Linked DNA regions of Arachis hypogaea: region 2 is linked to region 1. The links are chromatin contacts, called in public Hi-C maps. All regions are on one chromosome and are shown on one strand. Each heading gives the region's core, a stretch centred on a gene start, on an enhancer-like site or on the middle of the called end of the contact. The rest is flanking DNA. Distances are from core to core; before and after follow the strand shown. Region 1 holds the start of LOC112797296 (kinesin-like protein KIN-UB). Region 2 has its middle 19 kb from the start of LOC140184476.

Region 1 (5,936 bases), core at 2,700-5,199:
CTTCTTCTCATAGTTATCCTTCACAACTTTCAACTTTTTCTCTTTCTCAACTAACTTTGCCTCAAGCTCGACAATCAAATTCTTCTTCGAGTTTAACTCTTCACTCAGTCTACTTGACTCCTCAGATAAGCCCAACAACTTCTTATGCTTAATTTCTTGACTATGACCCAAACTAGCCATCCGCAAAACGACCATCTAAAAAAAATCGATCAACATAGCGACAAAAAATACATACAACAAACCACAAACCAATACCTGCATAAACTGGTCGATAGCTAGGGGTGAGCACGGGTAGCGGGTACCCGATTACCCGTCTGAACCCGAACCAAACCAATGACTTTTGTTAGTGATGTGGTTCGGGTACCGATTTTGGGGGTGCGGAGCCCGAACCAACCCATGAACCCGATTATATGTTAATTAAATAAAAATAAATAAATATATATATGACTTTTCCATTAGACAATGATTATTCATTATTAATATATTTGGATTTTAGTGAGCTTAGTTTTTAATGTATTTGGTGTTTAACATGTTTGGATTATTTCTATTGATGTTACATGTTTATTGTACTTGTTGAATTTTCAAGATAAAAATTTAGTTTTTTTAGGTTTAATTACTCTGTTGGTCCCTATAGTTTTACAAAATTTTCAATTAGGTCCCTATACTTTTTTTCCTTTTAATTGAATCATTGCACCAATTTTTTTTAATTGGGTCCCTATACTTTTTTTTCCTTTTATTTAGGTCCCTATACCAATTCTTTTTTTTTTTAGTTGGGTCCCTATAAAATTAAGCCAATTACTACTAAGAATGACTTAATTGAAAAAAAATTTAGTGTAGGGACTCAATTAAAAAGAAAAAAAGTATAGGGACCTAATTGAAAATTTCACAAAACTATAAGAACTAACAGAGTAATTAAATCTTTTTTTTATGAATTTGAAAGTCATCGGGTACCCAATTACTCGAACCGAACCAATCCGTTCTTAATCGGTTTGATTTGGTTCGGATACATGTACAAAAAAATGCAAATCCGAACCAAACCAAACCAATTATATTTTGATCGGTTCGGTTCTAATTTTACCATAAACACGAATCAAACCGACCCGTGCTCACCCTTACTGATAGCTATGTCCCCAACCTTTTAAGCCAAAACCTTATCCACTGATGACTGACCAAATTCATCCGCAATGACCATATATGAAAAATCCTTACCCCAAAGTGAGGACTCATCTGCCTCCTCAGCAAAACCATGTAACCTCTTTTGATCCACAAAAGAGATGAGCTCTTCAAGAGGTATCTCCCTTCCTCTCTCATAAACACCTTTAGAGCCATCAAGATCAACAACATCAGACTTTCTCTTCTTTAAGATAACTTTTCTTCGTCCATGCCAAGGATGATTCACCTCACCCTCAACACCGATTTTCTTTGGTTTGGAGGATGAATCTTCTTTTTCTAAGTTTTTTACTTTTAAAGCGAGTCCTAAAGCTTGTAGTAGACACTCCTGGATACTTCTCACCTGTTTAAACACATAAAGGAAAATTAGACGAAAACCACACAAACATCTCTCCCTTGTATCGACAACAATTCAACAAAATCTTATCCAAATATTCAAATACAAATTGCTTATTATCCTCCCAAGGAAGCAAGTCAAACACTGATATCAAGTTCGTCTTATTCACAACTTCTACAAAAATTTAATTATGCACTCATTTCTCGCACTAATCCCCTCAGGATCAAGAATATGTTGGGGCTGAGAGGACCAAAATAGAGAAAAAATTTTAGCGAGATTTTCATCCTAATAAAAGGGAAACAAATCCTCGACACTCTTCACCTTTAAAAACATTTCTTTGAAGTCTTTGAAGGAAGACTTATACAGTTTAAAAATAGAAAATCCAGGAGTACTGTTTAAATTAACCCAACCACCTTTCCAAATTCTTTTTGCTTGAAACAGCGAAAAGAACAATTCCAAAGAAGGTTTGAACTCTAAAAAATCAAGCAGAATTTCAAAACATCGCAGGAACGCCCGTCCATTAGGATGAAGCTGTGATGGTGCACAGTTCAACTGTTTGAGAACAGAACATTTAAATTCAGTAAATGGAAGTTTTACATCCAATTCTTCAAAAACACAACTATGCATGAAAAAAAACTCAAAATCACTCCTCCTATGAAACACGCGATCAGCTCTAGAACATGGCAGTAACTCGACACGAACTCCAGAACCCACCCTAACAATTTTACCCACATCTATCTCACTCACACTGTCTTTATCTACAAACAGCGACCACCATACCTTTACATCATCACTAACCCACTCATACGTACCATCTTCTACTAACGGTTGATCCTTTTCACCTTTTTATTACCCATTTCTAAAACACAAGAGATGCGGAGAAAGAAAGCGACACAGAAAAGACAGTAAAAAGGGCGTACCTCTTTTGTTCATATCTTTATCAATCCTCTTTCCAACACGTTTTGATAGGAGAGGAAACGAAATCTATGTCAACTATTTGAATTCCAAATTTAATTCAACATGCAAATTAAAAAACTGTTTGAGTTCCAACCCAAAGCCCCAACCGTCAGATCCAATAAAAGCAGACAGCTCAAATATCATTGGTAAGTGCAAAGGTAAAGTACAACTGTTCAAAGATATCATTAATTCTATCTCAGTCTTTATTTAATTAAACAATTATTTATTAAACTTTTTTTTATTTTGATAAAGTATGTTGAACTGGGGACTTCATACCTATTATATTTGCCGAATTTTAGCTCAACCTGTTTTATCAAAATGACAACATACCAAACTTGGGAACTATGATATGACCGTTACAACCCAATCAAAATAGTCATAAATCGGCTTTACACGTTATAACTCGGCCCAGACGTTACAATTCATTCGAACGCTATAAATTAGCTTTATACAAAAACGTACACTTTGCATTTTTATATGATATTATTACTCTTCAATGAAAATAATTACAAAAAACATAATTGTTAGTGTCTAATTTCACATATAAAAAATAATACGTTATATCTTCAAAATTTATACACACTAAATACATAATACTAACTTAAGTATCGAAATACTTTTTGCAAGTATACTTCTTTTTTTCATTCTTTGTGCAACGTAATATATATCTCCTAGACAAAAAATTCGGACATTCAAACCACCAGTTAGGAATTAAAAATAACAGTTCGATACCAACTGCTAAGAACCGAATAACATCCTGTTTAGTCAGACAAGAACATAAGACATACCCGACTCATTAATTCGCAAATCACAAGTTTAGATGGACCGAATGTAAAGAGATCGGACTAACCCGATTCACAGCTTAACAAGGTTAATTAATGAGAGATCCTACTCTAAAATTCATTTCGTTAATCGTTATCCTTGATGATAAATTTTTAAAATACAAAAGAAATACAAATTATACGGTACCTACCACATAGTGTTATAAACTTCAATACAGCATACACGGTATAGCACACGGTCAATTTGAAGACAAGACACGATCCAATAATCGAATGACACATAAGCAAGATTAATCACCTTCGAACATGCACGGATTTGGGAGAAACCACCCAATTTTAAATCATTAATCCAACTTCAGTGCTTATGCTTTAATTAGAGGAGTTCAATGTGTTTACGAGTTCTTACCGTACTTGTTTGGATAACTTGCTTGTTAACTCAACAAATCTACTCAAAATAATTTTTTCTCTCAAAAAAGTACCCACGTTTTCACAGCTACAAGTCGACAAGAGTACAATATGAGTTTAATAGCTTTACGATCATACGATGTGCTCAGCTCTTATTTCTTATGCTACACCCTCCATTACACAATACCCATCCAGCCATCCCTCTTACTAACTAAAATTATTTTCCAATCCAATGATGGCAATAGTCAAAGACCACGAATGGTCCCTAAATGAAAGATCCATTGTAAACAACACCCCGATTGAGTTTCAGGTTAAAATATTTTCCTCACTCTCACGGTCTCACCCTAAGCTGAAAGCTTCTTTATTTTCTTTATTCTTCTCCAATTCACAGTACTTAAAGGGTCCCACTCACAACTCTTTTGGGTCCCACCCGTCACGGTCCCTTCTCCCATTACTGAGTCGCACCCACGCATAATTCCCACCTTCTTTTTCTTCTTCTTCTTTTATTTCCCAAAACGCAGAAAACTCAGTTGCCGTTTTCTGCCGTCAATCAAATCAATGGCTTCCAGCAACATTCATCGAAACGGCACCCAGAGAGGAATCATTAGCAACAAGTTCGATCGCCCTCTCAAGCCCCGCCACCGCCCTCCCTCTCCGGGATCCACTTTCCGCCGTAACTCCTCCGCCCCCCGCAACGCCGACGCCGGTCAGTCCCCTCAACCATCTCCTTCTAGAGAGAGAGAGAGAGAGAGAGAGGGAGAGAATGTAAGTCTAAGTAGTAGCATTTGTCAGTTGGACTCAAATAATGAAGCACACCACTTCTCACTCTTCATTATGACTCTTTCTTTTTTGTGATCTATGATGCAATTATGACTGGTTAGTTTTGTATGATTATGTGTTTATGTGGTGGTATTGGTTGGTGGTGGTTGTTGCAATTTTTATATGTATTTTTTGGCTGTTAGAATTGTGAATAGAAAGAAAGCGCCATAACAATTGTGATATATAGGAGTAGGACTAGTCATGTGTGTGGAAAGAAAATAATGAGATGCATGTTGCACATTGCTTTTTTATTTAAACCCCGTTTTCTCTTTCATTTAGTTTAGTTTAGATCTGGAGTTTTGGAATGTGTGGTGTTATTAGAGCCCCAGATGATGATATCGGTCATCAATATGTGTAGCTTTTGGTGGTTTCTGGTTCTAAGCAAGGCTTTCAATTTAAGCACAATGGGGAGGGCAATAATTTTGAAGGAGTAGTGTGAAATTATTTTCTTTTCCTTTCAATTTAAAGCATTTGGTTTGGGTACTTCCTTTGTTTTTATGATGCTATCAGTTCATGCCTAAGAGCTTGGTCTGAGGTTGTTTTATTAATCACCCTTGTTAATGTGTGTCTTGTTTATTTCTGTAATCTTACTCTCCCCATATCTTACATCCTTCCGTATAACGAGAATCAAAGTTTTCAATAATTGAGTTTGTATGGTAGTTAGCAGATACTTTATGAAGTGTAAAATTATGTATTTTGCTTGTACATTTTCATTTATTATGGGAAGCGACTTAGGATGTTGGTTGATGAAATGCATCTTTTGAACCGAAAATAGAGTATAAGGAAATGATCAGTTTGAAATGTTAAAATGCCAATGATTTTTGACGTAGTTATATCCAGATTATATATATATATATATATATATATATATATATATATATATATATTCATGAACAGCTTAGGTTCAAAGTTGTGTTTGTTGGGAATGTGTGAAGGGACTTACTCAGGAAGAACTTGCTAGAAGAGCAATCCATCCATATTTATTTTGGACCAACTATGATTTACGACCTCCTGGTGATGAGGAGATGCCATTCCTAAAGTCCAGGTTAATTTGATAGTTCAGGATTGAGTCTTTTAAAATTTAAATGGGGTTCCAACTGTAACAACCAAATCTATATGGGGCTCATACATGCTCCTGTGTCATTGCCTTTCAACTGCAAGTTTGAAACTTGACAAAGGGGGAACTTCGGGCTGCATAAGATTTTAGTATAAATTATGCTGAAAAGGATACTGAACAGATAAAGAAAGAGGAAGGAATAGACTTATAGGGCCTCCAACTGGCCAATATATCTAGAGATACTAGATATACAGGGTCTAGACTTTTAGTTTTCTTGCACGTCCCTCATACTGAAGTCATGATTTTATTTTGAATGGAAGCCAATTCCAAAGTTTTTATGTACAGTGCCTGGAAGAGTTCGAGTGGCAGTGAGATTGAGACCTCGAAATGCTGAAGAAATGATAGCAGA
Region 2 (6,193 bases), core at 781-3,280, 44 kb before region 1:
AGTGATATAATATTTAAAAAAAAAACCAATTTACATGGTTGTGGGGGGTTCCAGTACGTTGCATTTTCAAATTAGCAGATTGCTGGAAAAAAAATAAAGAAAAAGTTAGTTTACACTAAAAAAAAAAAAATTCTATAGTGCAGATAATGAAAGTAGGACGTGATGCCTATGCTATGTGTTTAGCTGTTAGTGTGATGTGTGTATGGAGACTAGTGACTCGTAAATTGTTGTTTTCAATTTGGCTATGGAGCTACTTTAATATTCGTGTTTCGGTTTGAAAAAAAAAATGTATCACATTTTTTTTTTATTTTTGTGTTTTAAATAAGTAAAAAAAAGAATTTTTATTTTAATTATTTTAAATTTTTACATTGTTATTAAATTTTAAGTTTATAAAATATTGAAAATGAAAATAAAATACGTTTTCTTCAACCAAAAAATTCTTAATTCTTGTATAAAATTGTTATTTTTCGTTCTTCAATAAATCATTTGAGGAAGTGAAAGGATTAGTTTGTCTAAAACAAAAAAACAAAAAGGAATATTAGTTTAGTTTAGAGGACTATTTCTAGCATATATATATATATAATAAGTGACAAATTGATGGTTTTGAGGTTTTTTAAAGAAAATAAATAAAAGATTTGATTTGATTAGAGGACTATTTCTAGCATATATATATAAAATAAGTGACAAATTGATGGTTTTGAGGTTTTTTAAAGAAAATAAATAGATTTGATTTGAAAATCTTAATCTTAATTAATATTTTGTCCATATGAACATGGTTCTGTAAAATTGAAAACATATCAATAAGGCAAAAATTCAGAAGTTTAGTTGTTTAATTAATTCAAGAGTAAAGTATTGTTTTTGTCCCCGACGTTTGGGGGTAAATCTCAAAATTGTTCCTAACGTTTCAATCGTCCTATTTACGTCCCTAACGTTTTAAAATTGACTCAATGTTGTCCTGCCGTTAGGGATCCGTTAATAAAATTAACGGGGGGACAAAATTGAGACGATTTTGAAACGTTAGGAACGTAAATAGGACTAAAACGTTAGGGACAAAAACGATACATAGAAATAAATTTTAATTTTATTCTTCAATAATATCAATTTGTTACTGTACATAGTATTCAATTATTTTTAATCATATTTACACTTAATCACCTTATTTTCATTCTAAATAAATTTATTTTTTTAATTTTACACTTAAAGTAATGTATTTTTTATAAATAAATAAATTTTACACTTTTATTCTAAATAAATAATGTAATGTGATTAGAATGAAAGTGTAAAACTATAAAAAAAAAATATAAGTAATGTGATTAAGTAATGAAAGTAAAATTACATTATTTATTTAGAATGAAAGTATAAAATTTATTTATTTATAAAAAAATTATATTACTTTAAGCGTAAAATTATAAAAAAATTAATTTATTTAGAATGAAAATAAGGTGATTAAGTGTAAATATGATTAAAAATAATTGAATACTATGTATAATAAAAAATTGATATTATTGAAGAATAAAATTAAAATTTATTTCTATGTACTCGTTTTTGTCCCTAACGTTTTAGTCATATTTACGTCCCTAACGTTTCAAAATCGTCTCAATTTTGTCCCGCCGTTAATTTTATTAATGGATCCCTAACGGCAGGACAACATTGAGTCAATTTTAAGACATTAGAGACGTAAATAGGACGATTGAAACATTAGGAACAATTTTGAGATTTACCCAAACGTTGGGACAAAAATAATACTTTACTTTTAATTCAATTAGAGGCAAATAATATGAGAATATAAAAAAAAAATTGGGTAAACTGATGGGGCCGTAGCCCAAAATAAAAGAAAAACTAACTAGTCACAAATAATGGAACACGCACAATAGTTTAAACAAGCAATCTAAAAAAATATTTAAAAAGAATAAAAAACTGGGCCAGTACAAAAAGAAATGTGTCATGCCCAAAAGAAAAGGAAGCCGTTATAGAAACGTCCCTTCTCGAAGAGCAAGTTCTTTTTTTCTTTTTGGTCAGGTGAAGAGCAAGTTCAAACGCAGCCTGAAGCTGAATCGAGTGAAGCTTTGTATTGTTTGGGTTAGGGCCTAGCTAAGGGCCCGTTGTCCTGACCAAAAAAAAGAAAGAAAACCTCCCTTCTCTGAAAAATTTCCCTCAGCGCTCACGGTTCCGATCACCGCGCCGGGTTGCTGAGGAGAGGAAGCCGCATCGTAGCATGGTAAATCCAGCCTCTCTCTCGCGCGCGCGCAAAAGGATGGGGAACATGGGTTCTCTGTTCTGGTCCTGGGTTGCCCAAGACCCTCCCCCCTCCCAAAAAAAAGAAAAATAAATAAAGAAGAAAAGGAAATCAGAGGAAATTAGTGACATACCATAGTGGCTAATTTTTTTGGATATGTAAATTCTGTGTGTGTTGTGTATGGGTATGGAGGTGGATAGGGGTGTCAATATGTACCCTACCTGCGAATACCCAATTCGATCCCATCCGGTTGGGTAGGGTTGCCAACCCGATCCGCAGCGAGTAGAGTAGGGTGCGGGTAGGATTTTTATGTGGGTCGGATAGGGTGCGGGTTGAGCTTCAATCCTATCCGACCAACCCGCACCCTATATATGTATATATTATATACTTATATAAAAATATGTTTCAAGTGGATGTTGAACTAAAGATCTCTCACTAAATGAAAAAAATCCTTAGCTACTAAAAGAAGATTATTAATTGATAATTTAATATTTTTTTACATAAAAATCAATTCTATTTTAAATTATTATCAAGTTATATAATAATGTTACATTTTTTTTATAACCCGCGGGTAGGGTCGGGTACCCGCGGGTTGAGAATGGATAGGGTTAAGGTTGAGATATTCTCAACCCGCAGGTAGAGTAGGGTTAAGTTTATATGAAATTTTCAACCCGTGGGTAGGGTTAGGATTGGCTCCAAACTCTACCATACCCTACCCATTGCCACCCTTAGAGGTGGGTGGTGCTAGACATGAATGTGGGATAATTTTTTCTCAACCATAAAGTGAAGAAATCGGATTGTCCGATTTCTTTATTAAAAAAAATTTGAACACAAATCGAATGTATGAGGAAAAATCGGAGGATCCGATTTGTACTTTTTAAAAAATTTATTTTGAAAACAAAAATCGAATGGTCCGATTTTAATATTAAATTTTTTTAATTGTTTAAAATACAAATCCGACGGTCCGATTTGTGTAATGTAATTTTTTTAAATTTTTTAAACACAAATCAGACGATCCGATTTGCTCTTGACACCACAACTGCGTAAAACACTCATACACTCCATAACTGTGTCCTACATTATTTCTCCTTCCATATCTAAATTAAAAAGTGTATCATGGTTGTTGGTGTTATTGATTTAAGTTGAGGAATATGTGTGGCCCTGTATATATATACACAATTGTGTTGCGATCACACTGATCATGTTTACCCAGTTGATGTCTCTTTCAATTTTCATAAATGGCTACCACAATGCCAAAGTTGTCCTATATTCAAAATCATGTAATATTGAAACCAAATCTTACAAAGGAATAATGTAGAATTTTTCCCGTGAAAGTAGCTAAGAAGGCGGTACAATAAAATTAATGCAACTAGGCTTTGTTTTAGTTGGGTAAAGTATATTCAAATTCTTGTGGTCTTGAAAAAAAATTATAAAATAAAATAGTAAATTATATAAATATTCTCATCATCTTCTTCTTCTTCCATCTTCTTTTTTTTCTCACATCTTTTTCTCCGTAGTCACTGCTGCCATCACCGTTTCTGTTGTATCTATCTTCATGATGGTCCCGCCTCTGTATCCACCGCCGCCGCCACGGCTAAATTCGCCACCACATATCCACCGCGGCCTCCGCTTCTGAAGCCACCACCTCCGCCACCTCCACGGGATTGAGTCTCGTTGACAGTGATGTTACAACCGTTAAGGTTGGAGCCGTTCATGCCATCAATCGCATCCCTCATGGCTTGCTCAAAAACAAATGTCACAAATCTGAAATCTCTAGATCTTCCAGTTTCGCGATCGTTAATAACTTGAACACAACCACGAGAATTCACATCAGATCTGAGTAAGAACAAAGATAATTAACAAATTCGAGAACCGAATAGAAATTGATCTATGTAACAAGAATAACACAGAGATCAAGTAATGAAAAACAGATCACAAAACACATATCACAGATCAGATGGATAGCGGTAACAAATCCAAATCCGAATCGGTGTTCAGATCCCGATCGATGATGCCTGCAATAAACGGTCCTTCGATTCAACGATTTCTCCGTAGACAGAGAAAGCTTTCTCTAGAGCTTCGTTATCGGTGGCCCATGCAAGCCCACCAACGAAGCACCGGAACTCAACATCTGCGGCAGCCATTGAAATATCTAGATAACGACGACGGCGGTTCGGTGATGGCAAGATGCAGATGAACGACGGTGAGGATGGCACATGCAGAGACAGCCCAAGAAGATGACGACAACGGCGGCTCTTCATGGCGGTCGTGCTCCTGTTTTTAGCGATGCTACCGGCAAGAGAGGATGATGGAAAAAAGATGAAAAATAAGGACAATCAAAAATATAATTTTTAAATAGAAGTATTTGTAAAAATATTTAAACATATATATAATTATTATATTATTAATAAAAGTTTTAAATCTAAGCTATTGATTCAAAAATTCAATGGCTATGATTTATAGAGAATATTGGACCATAAAAATTTTGAAAATACTTTTTCCACCGAAAAAAGCTCCAATGCAACTAAGGTAATGTTCATAACTAAGGTAATATTCTCTCCCGTTTTTTAAAATGTATTTGGGCGAAGTCTTCTTGTCGTGACTAATTAACAGTATTGGTGTTAATACTACTTGTGAATAAATATAGTTTTATGATATTAAGTTTTTAATAAGATGAATAAGTAAAAGTTTCTTTACTCTTAAATTAAAATAATAATCTAATATGATAAAAATTACAAATTCTAATGATAATTTAATTTTTATTTTATTTTTTTCCAACTTTAAGTATCCTCAACATTTTTCATTTATCTTTATTGATTTTTTATTAGTAGTTTTCTGTTGTAACAACTAAATCAAGTTTACTCTATTTTCCTAATAAATAATGCAACTTCATATTTATTTATTTTTGCGGGTTAACAATAAAATTAATCTTCATAACTTTTTTGTATGTATGTTTAGAGTTTTCTCCCGTTTTTTTAAATGTTTGGGTGGTCACTTCTTGTATTAGTGTTAGAGTGTTAATACTACTTGTGAATAAGTATACTTTTATGATAGGAAGAGATTTCGATAAAAATGGTTAAAACGTCTTTTTTATAAAGATATTTATTATTAATTAAAATTTAATACATATAATTAATTAAACTATATTATATTTGTCAAAATTAGATAAGACAAATTGATTTGGCTAAAAAATCGGTAAACTAAATCTTAAACCGATTTAAATTAATATTCTTTTTTATAGAAAATGACTACAATAACCTTATTATAGAAAATGACTAAAATATTTTTATTATATATTTTTTAATTTTAAAAATCCTAAATTCTAACCCTATAACCACACAAAGAAAAAAAAGTTAGAATTTAGGGTTCTTAATATATATATATATATATATATATATATATATAAAGAATATTTTAGTCATTTTTTATAATAGAAATATTATAATTATTTTTTATAAAAAATATTAATTTAGACCGATTCAAAGTATAGTTTATCGATTTTTTGGCCAAATCAATTTATCTGATCTAATTTTGATAAAAATAACATAATTTAATTAATTATATGTATTGAATTTTAATTACTTAAAAACATCTTTAAAAAAATATTTTAAACGTCTTTATCTAAGTAACTCCCTTTATAATATTAAGTTTCTCTGAGGTGAAAAAATTGATAAGATAAATAAGTCAAAATTTCTTTACTCTTAAATTAAAATAATAATTAAATATGATAAAAATTACAAATTTAATGATAATTTAATTCTTATTTTATCTTTTTCCAACTTTAAGTATACTCAACATTTTCATTTATTTTTATTGATTTTTTATTAGTAATTTTCTGTTGTAACCACTAAATCAAGTTTGCTCTATTATCCTAATTAATAATGCAACTTCATATTTATTTATTTTTGGGGGGTTAACAATAAAATTAATGTTTTGGAGTTTTCTCCGTTTTTGAAA

The links. A called contact is a pair of places that touch in the nucleus more often than the background predicts.
Region 2: a Hi-C map of an unstated tissue shows a contact between it and region 1, with 4 times the contacts expected there. The contact joins the enhancer-like site here to the promoter of LOC112797296 in region 1. A contact is called at or near these places in 4 of 8 Hi-C or Micro-C datasets (leaf and an unstated tissue).

What each region holds. Positions count from the first base shown.
Region 1 is chr4:112,024,800-112,030,735 of arahy.Tifrunner.gnm2.J5K5, reverse strand. LOC112797296 (kinesin-like protein KIN-UB) reads left to right here and starts at 3,949. Exons shown (of 19, transcript XM_025840149.3): 1 at 3,949-4,357; 2 at 5,873-5,936. The coding sequence starts at 4,210.
Region 2 is chr4:112,066,153-112,072,345 of arahy.Tifrunner.gnm2.J5K5, reverse strand. It overlaps the pseudogene LOC112797298. Among protein-coding and RNA genes, the nearest start is that of LOC140184476, 19 kb to the left of the region's middle. Within about 2 kb of position 2,030, at least 3 of the 3 cell types and tissues checked have open chromatin away from gene starts, as enhancers often do.